2 separate regions of the Sus scrofa genome follow, and region 2 is linked to region 1. A link is a contact called in public promoter capture Hi-C data. All regions are on one chromosome and are shown on one strand. The core of a region is the stretch at or near the end of the contact, and the rest is flanking DNA. Distances in the headings are between cores, read along the strand shown.

What was found. Promoter capture Hi-C pulls out the DNA fragments that hold promoters and counts their contacts.
Region 2: a contact with region 1 is called in a promoter capture Hi-C map of liver, with 7 times the contacts expected there. The contact joins the enhancer-like site here to the promoter of ELF3 in region 1. A contact is called at or near these places in 5 of 5 promoter capture datasets (fetal liver, fetal skeletal muscle, liver and 1 more), 25 of 47 Hi-C or Micro-C datasets (alveolar macrophages, brain, embryonic fibroblasts and 14 more) and 1 of 2 datasets of contacts at active chromatin or transcription factors (skeletal muscle).

Annotation. Positions count from the first base shown.
Region 1 is chr10:24,236,469-24,241,378 of Sscrofa11.1, forward strand. It overlaps ELF3 (ETS-related transcription factor Elf-3), which reads left to right and starts at 1,384. Exons shown (of 9, transcript XM_021064529.1): 1 at 1,384-1,531; 2 at 1,921-2,091; 3 at 2,338-2,559; 4 at 2,674-2,769; 5 at 2,861-2,980; 6 at 3,106-3,195; 7 at 3,295-3,411; 8 at 4,383-4,578. The coding sequence starts at 1,405.
Region 2 is chr10:24,295,468-24,300,553 of Sscrofa11.1, forward strand. No RefSeq gene overlaps it. Among named protein-coding and RNA genes, the nearest start is that of GPR37L1, 8.7 kb to the right of the region's middle. Within about 2 kb of position 2,869, at least 23 of the 83 cell types and tissues checked have an H3K27ac peak or open chromatin away from gene starts, as enhancers often do. A contact at or near this core is called in liver, where this site is marked.

The DNA.
Region 1 (4,910 bases), core at 134-2,633:
CTCACTCCCTCTGCGCATCCAGCAATTTCAGAGCTGAGACTGGAAGCAGATGCCAGAGGAACGTCTTATTCCTCGCAGGGAGGGTTAAAGGAGGGGGCTGGGGGGCGCCCAGGACTGTGTGGGGGGGAGATACTCAGATCCTGCCTCTGCGATGTGGCCACGAGTGAGATTGGAGGTATCTGAGGGACTATTGTATCCAAACACACTCTTTTTCACGGATGGCAACCGGAAGAGACCCCAGAGGTCTCCCGCCCCCTCGCCACCTGGCTGCCCTCCCCCCGCCCCACAGGGCCTCGGGGGTCTGCAGGACGCCCCTTGGGGTCCGCAGTGGGGCTGGGTTCATGGAGAGGACCCTGTGTGGAAAGGTCACCTTGCCCAGAGGGAGGGCGAGGTCGACTGGAAAGAGCGCCGGGTGGGGGAGTTAAACCACAGCTCCACCACTTAACTAGGTCCGCGTGGCCTGGGCGGGTCATTCAGCCCTCGAGCTGCAACCTCCCGATCTGTAAAAGGAGGACAACCACACATTCCCGCCGCCGCGCTGCCCCGCCGCGTCCCCGATGCGGGCGAAGGGCGGGGCCTCTGGCCGCTAGGGGGCAGCAGGCAGGCGCCGGCACCCGAGGAGCGGAGGTTAGACGGGGAGGTCAGACGGAGGCCACAGAGAGCCGTAAACACCCGCACGTGGGGCCAGCGCCCTCTGCAGCCCCTGCCAGCACCCCCTTCTAGGTGGGCTCCATCAGGGGTCCGGGGGGTTTCTGAGCAGAGCCAGGTGCTTGGACAGGGGTGACCGTGATGCTTGTGGGGCATCCAGCAGGCAAAGAATGCCAAGACCTTGCCAACAAAGGAGAGGACAGTGGTGGGCCCTGTGGCTAGGGACGCCAGGGCCCTACCCAGACCCCCGTGAATGTAGCCTGGTGTCTAGAGAGCCTTCCAGCCTGAATCCTGGGCATCGTGGGAAAAACCCCAGACCTCAGTATCTTCTCTCCCTGCTCCATCCCCTTTGTCTTCAGACCTGCAGACATTGGGGGCCGGGAGTGTTCCCGACCCAGCTCTGACCCAGTCACGCACCCTCCCCTAGCCTGTCCCTGCCTGGCCCCCCTAAGGAATTTCCTGAGCCAGGGGGTGGCCGAAAGTGCACATGCCCACCCAGCGGCTCTCGGCCCCCCGCCCAGGCCACTGCCCTGTGCCCAACCCCAGAGGGTGCGGGATGACAGACCCTGACAATCATTAAACCAGCAGGGCCTGACTTCCCAGCACCGCAGCCTGGATCCCAGCCAAGAGGCACAAAATATGCAAATCACCTGGGGCCAGGAGCCCAGTCTAAAGGCCAGGAAATCCCCTCGACCAATGAGCCACCAGCTCAGGTTACCGCAGGCGCCTATAAAGGCCTGGGCGGGCGGAGCTCAGATGCTTGTTCTTAGGGCGCCGGGAGCGCAGCCAGAGCCTCTGCGCACCACCACCTGGCAGAGCTTGTCCCCGGATTCTTCCCGCCTGCTGTCCCCTAACCTGCCTGCCACACCCTCAGCCGCCACCGGTAGGACCCCAGCCCATCATGTTACCCAGCCCGGCCTGGGGACACTGGGGGTGAGGGGGCACTGGGGAACCTGTGTCTCCCCCAGCAGTTCGCAGGGTGGAATTCCCAGCCAGAGTGCAGGTGGTGTCCCCAGGGCCTTGTCCTGGGGGGGACAGACTGCTGGTCCCACTCAAGGACCCAGGTGGGCTGAGGAGGGAGCCTGGTGGGGGGCCTTGTGCCCCCACCCCTGCCCCAGCTTAGAGACCTTGGAGCCCTTATGGAGGAATAGGTGTCCCCAGAGCTGTTGACCTTCGCGCCCTTGGGCCCTTCCTGCCCCAGGCTTGGCTGGAGCAGAGTGGCTGGAGGGTAGGAGAGGACCGGCCCTCATCTGCCTCGCCCTCCCTTCCCAGGGAGCCTCATGGCCGCAACCTGCGAGATTAGCAACGTTTTTAGCAATTACTTCAGTACGATGTACAGCTCGGAGGACCCCACTCTGGCTTCTGTTCCCGCCGCTGCCACCTTTGGGGCCGACGACCTGGTGCTGGCCCTGGGCAGCCCACAGATGCCCCTGGAGGGCCCAGGTGGGTCTCAGGCTGCGGTGGGGTGTTTGAGGAAGGGGAGACGAGCATCTAAGAGCCTGTGGACAAATGGGGGTCAGGCAGGGAGGGCGGCTGGGGTGAGCTGTAAGCAGTTGGCGTGCTGGGGTTTGGGGGCCGGGAATGGTTGTGAGCAGTGCTTCCTGCCCCAGCCTGGCTGGGTTCTCGGAGAGGCACCCCAATGGGCTCCAGAAGGGGGCTGACCTGCCGCCACCTGCCCGTCCCCTGCAGAGAAGGCCAGCTGGTCGGGGGAGCAGCCCCAGCTCTGGTCCAAGGCCCAGGTTCTGGACTGGATCAGCTACCAAGTGGAGAAGCACAAATACGACGCCAGCACCATCGACCTCTCGCGCTGTGACATGGACGGGGCCGCGCTCTGCCGCTGCGCCCCTGAGGAGCTGCGCCTGGTCTTCGGGCCCTTGGGGGACCAGCTCTATGCTCAGCTATGGGACCTCAGTAAGTCCTGGAGGGGCCTTCCCCGTCAGGGAGGCTGGTCTGGGGAGCCGCCCTAGAGGGAGCCCGGGGGAGGGGAGAGGAGCCAGCCTGGGCCCTGATCCCCCTTCTTATCAGCTTCCAGCTTTCCTGACGAGCTCAGCTGGATCATGGAACTTCTGGAGAAGGACAGCATGACCCTCCAGGAGCCCCTCGGAGACCAGGGCCCCTTTGGTGAGAGTCTTCGGCATCCCCAGCCTGTCCTCCCCATTTCTGCCCGGTGCCACCCAGTCAGACCCATCTGAACCCTCCCCTGTTCTCCCAGACCAGGGAAGCCCCTTCGCCCAAGAGATGCTGGAGGACTGCAGACAGCCCAGCCCCTTCTACCCGGGCAGCTTCAGCGCGGGAGCCCCCTCCCCAGGCAGCTCCGATGTCTCCACCGCAGGTGAGCCCGGCTGGCGTCTGCCCACAGCTCCCCCTGCCCCAGAGGCCCTGGCTTCCCTGGAGGATGGATGGGAGTCGGTGGGCAGCAGTGTGGCTGGGAGGGGCTCACACCCACTCCCTCCCCAGGCACTGGAGCCTCCCAGAGCTCCCCCACCTCAGACTCCGGTGGAAGCGACGTGGACCTGGACGCCCCTGACAGCAAGCCCTTCTCCGGGGGTGAGCCGAGGTCTCCTGGTCCCCACGGGGGGTCCCACTGGCAGTGCCTGGAGCCAGCCCCCATCCCTCCCTACCCTGACCCACCACCTCTCCCCACAGATGGCTTCCCAGACTACAAGAAGGGGGATCTGAAGCACGGGAAGCGGAAACGGGGCCGCCCCCGAAAGCTGAGCAAAGAATCTCGGGGGTGTCTGGAGGGAACGAAGAGCAAGCATGGTGAGGGGGGGACCTGCATGGTGGGGAGGGCTGAATGGTGGGAGGGGGGCCTGCGCGGTGTGTGTGTGGGGGCTCACACCATTCCTCCCTCCTGCCCTCATTGCAGCTGTGCCTGAGGCCAGGGCCCTGGGTATGGGTCACTGCCTAGCAGCAGAGCTGGTTGGTGGTCCCTCAGGGGGGCACCTGGGGAAGGCTGGAGGTGGAGTCTAGTCTCCCTGCCCCTGCCCTGTCCTGCCTGGGGGGCCCATTTGCTGGTGGGAAGAGGCTGGTGGGTGCTGGGCAGGCTCAGGCAGGGACAGTGGCTGGGCTGCTGGATGCCCCGCCCACTGAGGGCTGGGCCAAGGCGGCCCTTCCCCTACCAAGTCCCTGCCCGCTGGCCTCTGGCCTTGAGTGAGTTCCCACCACCCTCCCCACTGGGAGTGTCCCTGCAGCTCTTGCTCATCCATGCTGCCTGCCCCCTGCCCCCAGCTTTGGGCCTGTTTTCTTCTTGGGCTTCTTTCCAAGAAGCTGTCCCCTTGGCCCCCAGGCTGGGGCCAGCTCTGTGCTCCTATACCTAACAAGCTCTCACCACTAGCTGGTGTATTTGCTTTGTTTTACCATGACCCCTCCAAACCACAAGCCCCTCAAGGCAGTGCTATGTCTCACCGCTCTGGTATCCAAGCCAGATATTTGATCAGTATTGGAGTGTGTTTAATCTCTGTGCTGTGTGAGACACGTGTTTTTGGAGCTTCCCAGCTGTCCAGTGGGTGAGGCGAGGAAGGAGGCAGCCATCAGTAGGCAGCATGCTGGGCCAGGCAGGGAGGCAGCCATCAGTAGGCAGTGTGCTGGGATGGGCAGGGAGGCAGCCATCAGTAGGCAGCATGCTGGGCCAGGCAGGGAGGCAGCCATCAGTAGGATGTGTGCTGGGATGGGCAGCAGTCATGTGAGTTGGGGGTGCCCTGGGCTACTGACTGATGGAACTGGCCTTGTAGCCCCCAGAGGCACCCACCTGTGGGAGTTCATCCGTGATATCCTCATCAACCCGGAGCTCAACGAGGGCCTCATGAAGTGGGAGAACCGGCAAGAAGGTGTCTTCAAGTTCCTGCGCTCCGAGGCCGTGGCCCAGCTGTGGGGTCAGAAGAAGAAGAACAGCAGCATGACCTACGAGAAGCTGAGCAGGGCCATGAGGTGAGACCTGCTGGGCAGCTGCTGGTGCTGTCACACCCCTATGCCTGAGTCCTTACAGTGGGGAAACCGCCAGTCCACCTGCCTCGTGGTCTGAGTGCAAGCCTGGGGCAGGAGGCTGGCTGCAGCACATGCTGAACTTGATCTGACATTTCTTGGTATTGTCTGCAAGGCCTGTTCTAAGAAGGGCACTTGCGGATGGAAGGGACACCATTGAAGCCATTGCCTTGTCCTCTCTGGACCTCAGGTTCCCCTCCAGATCATTGCTAAGCTTTTCTTCCAGCCCTCAGATCATGTGGCTTCATGCTCAGCCCCAGGCAGAGCTGTCAGATACC
Region 2 (5,086 bases), core at 1,619-4,118, 60 kb after region 1:
CCAGAAACTGAGCCCTTGTCACCACATGCCGGGCCTTGGGCCGAAGTTGCACAAGGTCACTCCATTTAATCTTCACGACCGCCCTGCGGGGATGTGTTTACACAGGCGGCTCCATGAGGCCAGACACCTGCCCAGGGCTCTGCCGAGGTGACAGGCTGAGATTTGCTGGGATGACCCGAAACTCTGAATTCTCTGAATTCCAGCCTCCTGCCCACGACAGCAGCGCAGCCAGGGAGGGCTCCCTTTGTGGTGTTCATAACTTGGCCCCTGAGAGCTGACTCAGGCACCCGTGGGAGCAGCCCCAGGGGGAGCTCGCTTTCAGGGGAGCAGGGGGTTGGGGCGTGGGGGGCAGCAGTGGGGGGCGGGGAGCTCTGAAGGGGGTAGATCTCGCTCAGACCCAGACTGGATCCCTGCACCCCTCCCCAGGGTGGCACGTTCTTCCCAGCAGAGCTGGTTCAGCCCCGTGACATCACAGCACTGGGCAGGGCTTCCAGGGGTGGGTGAAGCCAGCTGACGTCAGGCCAGTCCCCAGAGCAGCCCAGGGCTCGCCGGCGTCTTTGGCAAAGATGGCAGTTACCCAGCTCTTTCCCCAGTGGGCAGCAGGCCTGGTCTGGGCCAGACAGGGCAACCTGTTGCAGTTCTGTTCCCGGCTCTGGGATCTGACTCCGTGGCTCAGGAGTCCTGACAGCACCGACGTGCTGTGTGTCCATCGACAAGTCACTTGTCCTCTCTGGGCCGTCGCCGGTGCAGCCCCCTAACTCAGTGAAATGAAGAGATTTCTGAGGACCCTTTGAGGAGTCCCAGAAGAGGGGGCGTGGGGCCTGCCCTGCCCCTGTCCTGCCTTTTCCCTCCCGCTCCCTCCCTGGCAGCCTCGGAGCGAGAACATGACTCATGGGCTCACGGCACCAGTTTCAGCCTCAGCCGCCCGCGCCCCAGGCTCTCGCTTTGCTGTTTACTCGAAGGAGCAGTTCACCCAGGTCACCTCTCTGCTGGGGGGAGCGACATGGGGCGCCAGCTGACCCCTCCCTGTCGGGGCCCAAGGCCGAGTGGGCTCCCCATGAGGCCAGGGATCTGAGGGGCAAGCAGAAGGCGCTGCCCCTCCCAGAGGCCCCAGGTTTCAGCCCTCCCCAGCCCAGCTGCCCTCAGCTTATCTGCTTCTAATCTCGCCTGAATCTTCCTGCCTCTGTGGTCACCCGCGGTTTCAGTGTCACACGCGGGCTCCTGAAGCAGCCTCGGCCCCACCCTCAGCTCTCCCAGGGACATACACACACGCACACCCCAGAGCTGCTTTCTCCCAAGGAGCTGGGGAGGACAGACCCACCCGACTATGCCCAGGAGGAGGACAGTGTGTGGGGGGGGAGCTGGGCTGGGCTGGAGCAAAGCTGGTGGGGACGAGGGCAGTCCAGGTGGGCCATGCTCCGGGGAAGCCTGGAAAGTGTGGTCAAGGACACTCTGCTGTGAGTCTGAGGCCTGACTTGGCCACCTTGCCCTCTGTGACCTTGGTCCTATTTGTTGCTCTCTTGTGCCTCAGTGTCCCACTAGCCCAAGGTAGGGGCCTACTAGTTTGGGGGGGCGGGGTCATGACCCAGAGCCAACTTAGCTCCTGCCCCTCTGAGAGGAGACACTGCTGGCTGGCATGGACCCAGGCGCGGGTGGCTGTTCTGAGTGGGCGACCCAAGCAACCTCGGCGCTTCCTCCAGCTGCCCTGGGGGCCCGTCCCTCCCCAGGCTTGGCTCCAGACCATAGAGCAGGCGGTAAAGGCAGGCAGGTGGAAAATTCCCCCTGGCAGTCTGCCCAGGCGCCTGGATGGCCACGGTGCCCTCCTGGTGGGCGGGAGCCAGGTCTAGGGTGGCAGAGAGCTGGGCAGCCATAGGGAGCTGGTCGGGCCTCCCCAGCCCACCGCCCGTACCATGACCCCACTCCCCCCAACACAAAGTTGTATCTGCCCGGGGAGGCAGACAAGGGAGCAGGGGTGACCGCCAACATATGGTGGTTTGCTGCCTTGGAGCTTCTAAGCACTAGCCACCTGGATCAAGGGGGTAGTGCCAGGTCCCCCTGTCCCCAAGCTGAGTGGTTCCGGGACACTAACGGAGGCCTGGGGGCTGCAACTGTATGGGTGACCGGGCAGACGAGGGCTTTTCAGGTGTGGTGGAGCAGGTGGCCCCGCGTCAGCTCCTGCTGGCTGCCGGCCTCCACCTTGTGACCTTGGGGCGTGCATGTCCCTGTCATGGCCTTGCCATGTCCACCTGAAGCCACGCCCACCGAGGGCCTGGGAGATGAAAACTCTGGGGGTGGGGGAGGCAGGGTGCATCCAGTGTCACATGTCCAGGGATCCCTTAGATCTGAAAAAGCCGGGGTACGGGTCCAGGGCACCTGCCTTGCTCCTCCCTCTGCTAGAGCCTCAGAAGCTTGCTGAGTTACCATGGCAACGCCTCTCTGCCCATCTCCCTGGAGGCCCTTCCCAGAGGCTGGAGGTGGTTTCTAGAATGTTTACCCACAAACAGTTTCCTGTTGCTGGTCAGTTCAGGTGGGTGTTTTGGAACTGAGGAAACCCCTTTGTGCTCTTGCCAGGTTGCAGTCAGCCGTCCAGCCGGCCCCTCCAATCTCCCCTGAGGCCCCATCGAAAGTGGGGGGTGGGGGGAGCTGTGGTGTCCGGCACGGCGAGGTTGAGGTGAACCCACGCCCTCCTGGGACACCTCCCCAGAGGGCATGTCCCACTGACCCGGAGCCAGCAGCCTGCGAGCGTCACTGCCGATACGGGAACATTGTCCGTCTGGGCTGGCAGCGAAGGCGGTGGAGATAAGCAGGGCATGACCCCAGCTCCATGGCAGCCTGCGAGCCGCTCCAGGAACCCAACTGCCGTGACTCACAGACAGCCAATCGGGAGGCTGGGTCAGCTGCCTTTTCCAGCCAGACACACCTGTACCCTGCTAGCCATCTGTTGAACCACACCCCGGGCCCAGCCATGCCAGAGAGGAATATAAACCTCTTTACGCGGCGGCGTGTGGGGCGCTCCGTGACTCTGGCATGGAGGGCGATACACACTATCCTGTGCTGAGCACAGAGACCCACAGATACACACACGCACCTGCACAGGCACACCTCCCTGCCCGCGCCAAGCTCGCTGCCATCTCTATTCCCTCCACCTCCTGCGTCAGAAGTAGGCAAAAGGGGAGTTCCCGTCATGGATCAGAGGGTTAAGAACCCAACTAGTATCCATGAGGCCATGGGTTCCATCCCTGGCCTCGCTCACTGGGTTAAGGATCTGCCATGGCTGTGGCTGTGGCGTAGGCTGGCAGCTGCAGCTCTCATTCAACCTCTCGCCTGGGAACTTCCACATGCCTCGGGTGTGGCCCTAAAAAGAAAAAATTTTTTTAAAATGTTTTTTAATAAAAAAGAAATGGGCGAAAGAGAAATGGTCCAGGAGATTACAACATCCAGTGCCAGCTTTCTATGGACCATGAGGCCACCAGGGGTCTGGAATTTTCCCTCATCCTCTGCCAAAAACAAAAATCGAACAACAGGAGTTCCCGTCGTGGCTCGGTGGAAACAAATCTGACTAGTATCCTTGAGGATGCAGGATCGATCCCTGGCCTCGCTCAGTGGGTGAAGGATCCAGTATTGCCGTGAGCTGTGGTGTAGGTCGCAGACACGGCTCAGATCTAGCGTTGCTGTGGCTGTGGTGTAGACTGGCAGCAACAGCTCCGATTGGACCCCTAGCCTGGGAACCTCTATATGATGCGGATGCGGCCCTAAAAAAAAACAAACCCGAAAGACTAAAAAAACAAAAACAAAAACAAACAAACAAACAACAAAAGCAAACAAGCAAAAACATCAACAAGGCATTGTCCACAGAAGTTCCTCTGGAAGCACTGGGGCTCAGAGGGACTGAGACACCCCTGGCAAAGCCTTGTTTCATAGGAGAGGGCGGGGACCTGCAAAGGGGCCTCCATTCAGGGGACGGCAGGGGGCCTGTAGTGCTGGCAAGGACGTCTTGTGGAATTTCCAGGAGCCGGGTCAGCTTCACACCGTGGGCCCACCGGAAAGTCCCCGAGGAGCCCTGGGACACGTGTAGTTGGGAGAGCGAGATCTCCTGCGGGGTGGTTGCTGCCGGGGTCTGGGCTGAGCCCCCGGGGGCGGCTGCAGATTTGCAGGTTCTGGAGCCCAGGGTTGTGTGCGGGGGGCGGAGGGGGGGGTGTCTCCCGAGAGGAAGATGAGGAAGATGCACGTTCCAGGTCGGCTTCAGAGTCACCCTGGGCCGTCAGGGGAAAGCTGCTGTCACCTTTTCAAGCCCCTGGGAGGCATCGGGTTTTACTGTGAGTGCTGAGCCCAGCATGGCCTTGGCTGAAGCCAGCACAGCCCCACGCGCCCTGCAGGAAGTGACCCTGGGTCAGGATGTCAGGGGCTGTGCTGAGTCTGTGTCCTTGTGTCGGCGGCTTCAGTAGAGCTCAGTGCGTCCTGCAGATTCGCAGACTTTGTGCTGGTTTGAACAGGAGGGAAAAAGAGGGAGTCCCCGGAGGAATCAGAGAGGGTAAGACTAGACGCTAGAGCTGAGGACAGTCTGAGGGAGGCGGGGGGGGGTCTTGCCTGGCCCAGAAGCCCTGTATTCATGCAGAGGTCAAGCCTCACCCAAGGGCCGGGCAATCAGCTTGGCCCTGCTGGTTCCGTTCCTGGGGGACAGACCCGCCGAGGTGGGGGCTCTGTGTCTGTCCTCAGCCTCCTTTGCGTATGGGCAGGTCATCTACCTCCACCCGATCCCCCTGCTGTTTTTCCCAAAGGAAGATGCTGATTTCTGTCCCCTCTTGTGTCGCTCTCCCTGTCTTTGCAGCCCACCCTGGGTAATGACTGAGGAGACCACAGAGGAAGCTTGTCACCAGCAGGGTACCTGCCTTGGGGGGCTCCCGGTCACATGGCCCGAGAGTCCTCGGTGTCTGCATCAGAGCCAGGCTGAGCCAGGGCCTCCTAACACAGGGTTCAGGGGCCTGCACTTGGTCCAGGGCCATGGAGGGTGAAGATGGCGCTCAGTGGTCCAGCGGATGAGCTGTGAGGGGGAGGCAGGAAGTGGACTCACAAAGAGCCCACTTTG